Linked DNA regions of Mus musculus: regions 1 and 2 are each linked to region 3. A link is a contact called in public ChIA-PET and promoter capture Hi-C data. All regions are on one chromosome and are shown on one strand. Each heading gives the region's core, a stretch centred on a gene start, on an enhancer-like site or on the middle of the called end of the contact. The rest is flanking DNA. Distances are from core to core; before and after follow the strand shown. Region 1 holds the start of C3 (complement component 3). Region 2 holds the start of Tnfsf14 (tumor necrosis factor (ligand) superfamily, member 14). Region 3 holds the start of Rpl36 (ribosomal protein L36).

Region 1 (3,114 bases), core at 166-2,665, 610 kb after region 3:
CTGGCTCCTGTCAACACTGTCTTCTCACTGGTCAGCACTTGCCTCTTTAGGAAGTCTTGCACAGTGACTGTGACTGGGATGTCACCCTGAGCATCGTGGGCCTCCAGTACGATGGTCTCTTCGCTCTCCAGCCGTAGGACATTGGGAGTAATGATGGAATACCTGACCGTGGGGTGTGGGAGCAGATGTCACCTCAAGGCCTGAGACTTCAGCCCTCACTCTGGCTGGCCCAGTCCCTAGTTCTAGCGTGTTCTAGTTCTCAGTGCTGGAGCAGATGCCTGGATCCACGTCCTCCCCACACAAGAAGGTACCAAACCACAGCCCACTTTCCCTTAGCCACTAGAAGCTGTCTTTTCCTGGCTTCAGCACTGGGTACCAGCCATAAGGACTTTGCTTGTACTGAGAAAGTGCTCTCTCTACCACTAAGCTATACCTCAGCCTCTCCTCACTTTTCTGTTTGGAAACAGCATCTCACTAAGTTGTTCAGGCTAGCCCTGAACTCACTCTGTAGCCCAGGCTTGGCTGGAATGTGTACACTTCCTGCCTGGGCTTCCAGAGTGGACAGGATGACAGGTCCATGTAATCAGGCCCAATGCTGAGCTTGGCTTTTGACAGTCCACACAAGGGCTATAGACCCCAACAACCCTCCAGTCCTCACATCTTAAAACTTACCATTGCCTAAACCACAAGACATCACAGACACCATAAATCTATAGACCTTCTTCTTCATAAGTAGGCACACCAATGCTACAATACCTGAGTTCTATGAACATAAGACAACCCAAACACTCACATTCTCTCTCTTTCTCTCTGTTTGTATGTATGTATGTATGTATGTATGTATGTATGTATGTATGTATGTATGTATGTCACGTCACAGGAAGATGTCCGGTGTCCTGTTCTATGCCCCTCCCTCCCCACACCTTGAGTCAACATCTCTCTCTGAACCTGGCACTGGGCTGGCAGTCAGCAAGCCCCAGTATCTGGTCTCCAGCCCCACAGTGTGGGGTTACAGGCTCTGGAGGCCACTCCTGGCTTTTCTGTGGGTGCTGGGAGTTTGAGTTAAGGTCCTTATGTCCATGCAGCAAGACTTCATACCCACTGAGCCATCCTCCAGCCCCCAGCACAAATTCTTAACATCCCTGTCTCCCCCCAAGTGGGTGACTCCTAGGTGACTCACCTAGGTGACTCCTAAATTGTATAAGAAACTGCACCCCCAAAAGGTAACTACTTACATGGGGATCCCCAGAGCTAATGGGGAGCTGGCCAACAGCAGCAGTAGCACTAGTAGCTGGGACCCTGAAGCTGGTCCCATAGTGAAGGAAAAAGGTGGAAGGAATGAAGGGGTAAGGGGCAGGGGTGGGCAGAGGCGAGCTGGGGCTGTAGCCGCTGGCTCTTTATATGGCTCTCCTCTCTGGTCCCTCCCTGTTCCTGCACCAGGGACTGCCCAAAATTTCGCAACATAGTTTCCTAAGCTTTTTCACAAACCTGGGGCAACAAGCCTTGGGGTGAGTAACCCTAGGCACATTTCCATTACCCTGGAGCTTGAAAGTACCTGCTTGGCTCAGGCTTTTCTTGGGGTCAAGGCCAGATGCTGAACCTGGGCTGGTCCCTGTTGTACTTGGTTACACCAGAGACCATTGAAGTCTAGAGTGACCTCCTCCCACACTTAGCTGGGTCCCAGTAACCCAGCACTTCTGGATGGCTGGTTCTCCCTACCCCCAAGGTCTTGCTAAATCAGTGGGTCGAGACACATTTGGCATTGCATTATATATCCTGCGTATCAGTATTTACCTTACAATTCAGAACAGTAGCAAAATTAGAGTTGTGAAGTAGCAATGAAATAATTTTATGATTGGAGGTCAGCACAACATGGAAGGGTGGCAGGTTCAGGAAGGTGGAGACCACTGTGCTAAACAGTTCTGAACTCCTACCTCTACCTCCTCAGTTGCTGGGCATTACCCAAGCCCTACTTATGCATTTATAATCCAAGTCTTTCCTATGAGGAGGATAAGGGGTGAGGGCATGTCCCAGCCCAGAGTCCCAGCTCTGTGGAGCATTTTCTGAAGTGGGAAAGAATTCTGGTTTTTTGAGGATCTGGGACGGTTTCTTGGCAGTGGGACAGTTAAGCTTTGGTTTTGAAGGCTGCCTAGAAGTTCGCCCTCCGGGGGGCATGCTTGCTTTCTAGGGAAAAGAATGAGGTGGACCTTACCTACCCTGTCACTCAGGGTGGCTGAATGACTCTGGTGGGCTTTGAGAGTCATGGAGGAAAAGCCTGCTCTTGTCTCTGCCTCTAGGACTTGTCCTGCCCCTATATTATCTCTTTCAGTTGTGTTGGTTTTGTGGTTGTAGGCAGATAATGATTCACAATGCTTAGTTGGTTTTTTTTGTTTGTTTGGTTGGTTGGTTTTTGGTTTTTTAAGACAAAAGTACAAATAGTGGCTTTAGAATACAGCTCAGTGGGAAAGTGCTTCCATACTCAGTAGCATAGGATTGATTCTGGTGGCATACATCTGTAATCCCAGCACGAGATGCTGGAGGCAAGAGGATCAGGAGTTCAAAGTCAACCTTGCTATGTAGCAAGTTAGAGGCCAGCTTGGGCTACATGACACCATTTCTTTTCTTTTTAAAATATTTATATGTATGTGTTGGAGTGTTTTGCCTGTATGTATGTATGTATGTATGTATGTATGTATGTATGTATGTATGTATGTATGTATATATGTATGTATGTATGTATGTATGTATGTATGTATGTATGTATGTATGTATATATGTGCATCATGTGTATGCCTGATGCCTACAGAGGCCAGAAGACAATGTTGGATCCCTGGATCTAGAATTGCAGGTGTTTTTGTGCGCCTCATGCGGGTGTTGGGAAACAAGCACAAATCCTCTGTATGGGCAACCAGTGAATCATCTCTCCAGCCACACAGACCCTGTTTCTAGAAAGGCCAATTCTGGCCCATCATGACCAACACACAGGTTTCACAGTAACCATTAACCTCCTCTCTGTATTGTTCTCCCAGCTCCCCTGAGGGCCGTCTGAGGGCTGTCTTGCTTTCTGTGTGTGACAGATTTGCCTCAACAATTATTGTTCCAGATCAATGCTCA
Region 2 (3,337 bases), core at 530-3,029, 580 kb after region 3:
CATGTGCAATAATAAATGAATAAAAAGAAGTAAATGTCAAAAAAAATTTAAAGACACACTAAATGAATGCATAAACGAGTGCTCTAACTTATAAAGATCTGAGTCTCCCAGGACATGCTAAACCCCATTCCGTGTGAAGATCTGGGGTCCCTCTCACCTGTAAGATGTGCTGCTGGGTTGGCCTGGTGAGATCGTTGATCTGAGGAAGAGAGTCAAAGGTTAGAGACAAAAAGAGGATTGTGTGTGTGTGTGTGTGTGTGTATGTGTGTGTGTGCACGCATGTCTCAGTGTGTGTGTACCCGAAGTTTCTCACACATCAATTGAGGCTACCTGTGTCAGGCTCTGTCCCTTTTGGACCCAGATTTCTGCTTCTCTGGCCCTGGGGGAGGGGCACCTGCGAGGCCTACAATGTGACACTGGGTGATGACCCAGAGTTGGTGTGGGGAGGTGCTGAGCGGAAACCATTCCACCTGCTTCAAAGGGACTGGGGCCCAAACTCACCTTGTATCAGCTTCTCCCAGGAGCCTTTGCCTCCATCCTGAAATGCAGACAGGGATGTTTGGTAAGGACATGCCGCTCCGAGTCTCACTGGTATGTGGTGATGAGACTGTCTGGCCATGGCCACAGACACCACCCATGGACATGTATGCAGAGCCACACATGCACATATCACATACATACACACAGATGCAGGGGGAGGGGCACACACCTAATTAGATCTGTTGTATTTCCAAGATAGGCTCTCATGTAGCCCAGTCTGGCCTCAGACTTGCTAAATAGCCTAGGATGACCTTGAACTCCCTCAGTCTTCTGCCTCCCCTGCCCAAGTGCTGGGATGAGGAATTAACTAGTCAAGTCGAGTGTCTGAAATGCTTGAGACTAGAATTGTTTCGGAACTGTTTTCGAGGTTTTTGGATAGTTGAGGGCCGGTGAGAGGGCTCAGGCGGTAAAAGTGCTTGCTGCCAAGCCTGGCTACCTGAGTTCAGTCCCTAGGACCCTCCACAAAGGAAGGCACAGAGAAGTGATTCCATAGAGGTGTTCCACATACATGCTGCGGCACATGCATACTTTTTCATGTCTACACACTAAATAAGTAAATGTAATTAAAAAAAAAAACTTAAAAAGAAAATATAGGCAAAGACTCGGGAGCATACTGTGACACACCCATGGCTTGTCTGAAAGGAACAGTGAGCAAGCACATGAGAGAGCTGCGAGTGAAGCAGGGTGACCATGAAGCCAGTGGTGGACAAAGGTTTGGGCTGGAAACAACAACCGAGTAGGTGAATCCCAAGGAAACTGCCGGGCACTGCACGTGTATCAGATCCTCATGTAAAGATGAGAAGACTGAGGGTCAGAGAGACAGGCTAACCGAAGCCCTGGGTTCTAGCACACAATACACAACCATAAAGGGACAGGTACTGGAGAAGACTCGCTGGTTCCCCAAGCCCCACTTACTGGCAGATGAGCTACTATGTCTCCAAGACGTTGATGCAGTCTCAGGAGAAACCAGCCCTGAGTGGCCAGCCCAGCACCTAGCAGCAGCACCAGGGCCAGGCTGACCTGGACAGTGCCACAGCGCCGTCTCCGGTGGTTCTGTTCCAGCCGCCTGAATGGGATGTCCGTCTGTCCATCCACCACAAACACTGAAGGCTGTACCACACTCTCCATGCCAGAGCAGCTGAGGCTCCGAAGCCCAGGGAAAGGGTTGGCAAGCCTGAGTTCCTCCTCTCCGGAGGAAACCACAATTGCCCAACACGCTCGGGCTGTGCAAACTGCAAAAGGTTCCTGTCACCCCTAGGACTCACTTTAAAGCTGAAGTCTGGTGCCTCCCCTTTCCTCACGTACCTCCTCTTCTTCCTGTGCCCCCAGAAGGCCCAGCCCCCGGTCGATCACTCTCACTGAGGCCACCATAGCTCACACTTTCCAGAAAATGTGACTCAGGTGGGATGGATGGGGCAGCCCCTGCTCCGATGTACTTGGTGGCTTTTGTTTCCCTCAGAGGAGCTTCTGTGGGTTCCATGCAAGCATCTTGCACCGCACCTGCATTTGCACGCGCTGACAAGCAGAGGCCTCTGTGTTTGCTTTAGTCTGTGCATATGGGTGCAGGTGCTTGTACAGATGCACGGTTCGTGGATGTGTGCACACAGGTGTAGATGTTCTGATATGTGTCTGCAAGTGCTGGAACAAGCACACAGGCATTTCCTGATGTGTGTGCAGGTCCATATATGGACACACACACACACACACACTACAGTGTCTATCATCTATTAGCACATGCACACATGAACCTCAGATGTGTTCATATGTGTGTCCACTGGAGACGGTGCTGGGGTAGATTTTCAGATACCACCTTGTCCCCAAATCTTCAGCTTGGACCTTACCCCCATCAGACACCCTCCCAGATACTGAGGACTTGGGGGTTCAGTTAGAAGACTCACCAGCGCCCCTTCTCAATGTCAATGGCCCCCATGCTGTAGTGTTTGTCTTGACACAGGGCTGGCAATGCTGTGACCACAGAACCCCAGTGCTCTGCCACGCTGCTGATTCATGGCTTCTCTAACCAGGGTTCCAGGGGAAGTACTGCTGAGACTCCTGTCCCCCTGCAGGACCCACCCATCCACCTGCCTCAGCAACAGAGCCCTTCAGAGGAAGCCCAGGTCTGTGAGGTGCTGAAGGGATGTGTGCTGTTGACATGAGCTTGTCAACAACTCCAGAGCCTCAGACCCAGAGGGAAACATAGCCTTCTCTTCTGGTCCACGCATGGATGTGCATGTCGCCAGTGTGTGTAGAATGTGTTCACCATCCTCCCCCTTGAGTGCTGACGCATGAACATAGCTCCCTTCCAGGGACAGTTCTTATGGAGACTAACTCAACCTGCCTTCCCCATCCCATTGTGCATATAAACCCTGCCTCCTTGCTTAACTGTATGTAATAAGTTGCCTTTTTCAGTGGTAGGCAATAACCCCACTTCTCCACTCGACTCTATATAATAACGTGCTAAGAGAACTCGTGTGCAGAAGGCCCAGATCACATGACCCCAGGATTCCTGGATGTCTGTGTTTGTCGTTTCTTCATCTCTTTGCTGTTGCCCAACTCAGGTCCATTCCTGGAACTGTGCAAATTACTCAGCAGCCCGGAGTATCTGATACTCCATAGAGGATCTGCCTGGAAGCGTTCTCTAGTCTCTCATGGTCTGTGCTGGCCAGTGTCAATTTGACACAAGCTACATTCATTTTGGAAGAGGAAACTTCAATGGAGAAAACACCCCCAACAGATTGGCTTGTGGGAGGCCGTGCTCACTGTAGACTGGGCCTTCCCTGCACTGGCATTCCTGAGT
Region 3 (3,023 bases), core at 55-2,554:
CCTGTGTTCTAGGACCTATTCCTACCTTCTTTGGACTCTTCTCAGGCCTGATCATCAGCACAGCCACCCTAGGGTACCAGAGTGGACCCTCTTGGCACGCAGGCTGAGGATCCCCACGAGGGCCTTAGCTCCATCCCAGGGTGATGCTACCCACAGGCCCCGCCTATCTGGGTTGGCCCCTCCCACTCTTATCCAAGTACTTGTGCTGCTGACGAGTTTTGCCCTCTGCTCCCTCCAGAGTACTGCATCCTGGTACATCCATGCCCTGCTTCGTAATGAGAGTTGGATTCTCTTATGTTCTCTACTGTTGGAATTCCTCAGGCTGACAGAGCGTGGAGTGTGGGAAGCTGAGGCAGGAGAGGAGGAGGCTCAAGTACAGCTCAGCTGCTGGAGCACTTGGGTGTTACACGCCTGTCATTATCAGGACAGCCTGGGCTGCACGAGACCATAGCTCACAGAAAAAAAGTGAGGAAGGAGAGGAGTGAGGGGGCACAGCCTGTGATTCTAGATAATTTGCAGCCCTCTCTACCCCAAGGCCTCCAGGGGACGCGAAACTCCTTCAACGAAACAGTTCATAAGGATCAGTCTATTGATCCGGACAGATTTGTTGTGACTGTTGTGACAGATCTATTGATCTGTTGGATCCGGAACCCTCCATGACGAAGGCAAACGGAGTTCTGTAAACTGACTTCTGACCTCTGCAAGTTTGTAGTGGCACATGCTCTCTCTCTTTCGAGACAGGGTTTCTCTGTGTAGCCCTGGCTGTCCTGGAACTCACTCTGTAGACCAGGCTGGCCTCGAACTCAGAAATTCGCCTGCCTCTGCCTCCCAAGTGCTGGATTAAAGGTGTGCGCCACCACGCCCGACACAAACAAAAAATTTTAAAAGCACTCTTTAAAGTCATTTTTAAAAAGATTTGTTTATTTAATTAGTTATTATGTATACAGCGGTCTCCCTGCATGTGTACCATCAGGCAAAATGAGGGCACCAGATCTCATTATAGATGGTTATTAGCCACCATGTGGTTAACTGAGAATTGAAATCAGGACCTCTGGAAGAGCAGACAGGGCTCTTAACCTCTGAGACATCTCTACAGAGCCCATTCCCCTCAAAAGCACTTTTATTGTCAGAGATTAAATTACTTCAACAGCTAACAACAGTGTGAGGCAGCATTCCAACTCCTAACCTAAGGGATGATTCCCAAGCCGAGGTCTCACGGGTGCCGTAGAACCTCCGGCCACCAGAGGTCGCCCGCAGCGCGCCTGTCTCTCTAGCCGGAAAGGCCTGCAAGTGGCATATATCCCAGGATTCTGCGCGGTGCCGTTCTTCCTGTCCCGGCCGCCATCGGAGAGCATCAGGTAAGTGGGCCTCGTCGGGGCTCATCTGCCCCCATCGGGCATCCCGGCCCCATGGGGAGTCCCTGCGGGCCGGCATGCGGGCGGGCGCGGGCCGAGGTACCGTGTCTCAGCCGCTGTCTTGTCCCCGCTGCCCACAGCCATGGCTCTGCGCTACCCCATGGCCGTGGGCCTCAACAAGGGCCACAAGGTGACGAAAAACGTCAGTAAGCCGAGACACAGCCGGCGACGCGGGGTGAGTGCTGGGGACGCGACCGCCTCGTCAGAGATGGGGACGGGGGTGAAGAAGTGAATATCGACACCTGCGTAGATTCTGTGTCGTTGGAATGGGAAGGTCTGAGTGGTTCGTGGGCCCGGTCGTTGATTGGGCGTCTGAGACTGGGAGTCGGTCGGTGGGCTGTTGCGTTCGGCCCCCTGTAAGGCCCATTTTGGGGTTCGTGACCTCGGGGCTGTGCTCGCAGCGCCTCACCAAACACACCAAGTTCGTGCGGGACATGATCCGGGAGGTGTGCGGCTTCGCACCCTACGAGCGGCGAGCCATGGAGTTGCTCAAAGTGTCCAAGGACAAGCGCGCACTCAAGTTCATCAAGAAGAGGGTAGGCAGCGTGCTGCACCGAGCACGGGTGGGGGTGTGGCTGGCTGCAGTGGCCCTGGGTGACATGCGACTACTCCTCGCAGGTGGGCACGCACATCCGCGCCAAGAGAAAGCGGGAGGAGCTGAGCAACGTGCTGGCAGCCATGAGGAAGGCGGCGGCCAAGAAGGATTGATGAACCCTCCCCCAATAAAAGATGGTTCCTACAGTTTTGTGTATGTGTGAGCTCACGGCGACACTGAGACTCAGGCTTAGGGCTTTTGGAAAGGTTTTCTTTATTCATGATTCTACAGCTGTGCTCGTGGCTCCGCCACACCATGATTTATTTAGTCCCAGGCCCCTGTGTCATCTCTCCACGGCCAGTGCCTCCCTGTGCTCTCGCCGGGGGAAGGCAATGGGGAATATGTCCCGATAGTGTTCCACGAAGTGAACTTCAAGGCCCTCTGTGATAAAAGGAGCTAAATCCGAGTAGTCCTTTCTGTTCTCAGCAGGCAGAATGATGCAGGTCACACCTGCACGCTTAGCCTGTGGAAAGATGTGTCAGCTGGGTGCTCTTCCACCCTGAGGTGGTCAGGGGTACAGGCGGCAGACACTCACCGCAATGGTCTTCTCCTTGATGCCACCCACAGGCAACACCTTGCCAGTGAGGGAGACCTCCCCAGTCATAGCCAGGTTCTGCAACACTGGCTGGCCCAGAGCCAGGGACAGCAGTGCAGTGACAATAGTACAGCCTGCGCTGGGACCATCCTTGGGGGTAGCACCCTGTGGGGAGAGGCAGTGGTGAGTTGCTGCGCTGATGGGTGCTATGGGGGGGGGGGGTGAATGATGGGCCTACCTCAGGCACATGCAGGTGGATGTGTGAGGTGACTAGGAAGTCATTTTCAGGGTCCTGCTCCATCAGGAAGGCACGAGCATAGGTGTAGGCTATGCGGGCACTCTCTTTCATCACATCTCCCAGCTGACCTGTCACCTCTAGGCTGCCATCCTTGTCCTCCTTGCTGCCACTAGGCTGGGGCCGCCTCAAAGATGTCTCCACAAACAATGTAGAGCCCCCTGGAAGGTGGAAAAGGCTAAA

What was found. Promoter capture Hi-C pulls out the DNA fragments that hold promoters and counts their contacts. ChIA-PET counts read pairs in DNA pulled down with a chosen protein or histone mark.
Region 1: a promoter capture Hi-C map of liver shows a contact between it and region 3, with 2.4 times the contacts expected there. The contact joins the promoter of C3 here to the promoter of Rpl36 in region 3. A contact is called at or near these places in 2 of 39 promoter capture datasets (both in liver), 1 of 115 datasets of contacts at active chromatin or transcription factors (pancreatic cancer cells) and 1 of 9 other capture datasets (liver).
Region 2: an RNA polymerase II ChIA-PET map of memory CD8 T cells shows a contact between it and region 3, with 10 read pairs. The contact joins the promoter of Tnfsf14 here to the promoter of Rpl36 in region 3. A contact is called at or near these places in 1 of 39 promoter capture datasets (liver) and 1 of 115 datasets of contacts at active chromatin or transcription factors (memory CD8 T cells).

Annotation. Positions count from the first base shown.
Region 1 is chr17:57,226,721-57,229,834 of GRCm38.p6, forward strand. It overlaps C3 (complement component 3), which reads right to left and starts at 1,416. Exons shown (of 41, transcript NM_009778.3): 1 at 1,236-1,416; 2 at 1-162. The coding sequence starts at 1,315.
Region 2 is chr17:57,192,402-57,195,738 of GRCm38.p6, forward strand. It overlaps Tnfsf14 (tumor necrosis factor (ligand) superfamily, member 14), which reads right to left and starts at 1,780. Exons shown (of 4, transcript NM_019418.3): 1 at 1,456-1,780; 2 at 502-538; 3 at 158-199. The coding sequence starts at 1,668.
Region 3 is chr17:56,612,091-56,615,113 of GRCm38.p6, forward strand. It overlaps Rpl36 (ribosomal protein L36), which reads left to right and starts at 1,305. Exons shown (of 4, transcript NM_018730.3): 1 at 1,305-1,358; 2 at 1,496-1,590; 3 at 1,817-1,951; 4 at 2,034-2,156. The coding sequence starts at 1,498. The coding sequence ends at 2,123. It overlaps Lonp1 (lon peptidase 1, mitochondrial), which reads right to left. Exons shown (of 18, transcript NM_028782.2): 16 at 2,784-3,001; 17 at 2,546-2,710; 18 at 2,207-2,473. The coding sequence ends at 2,294.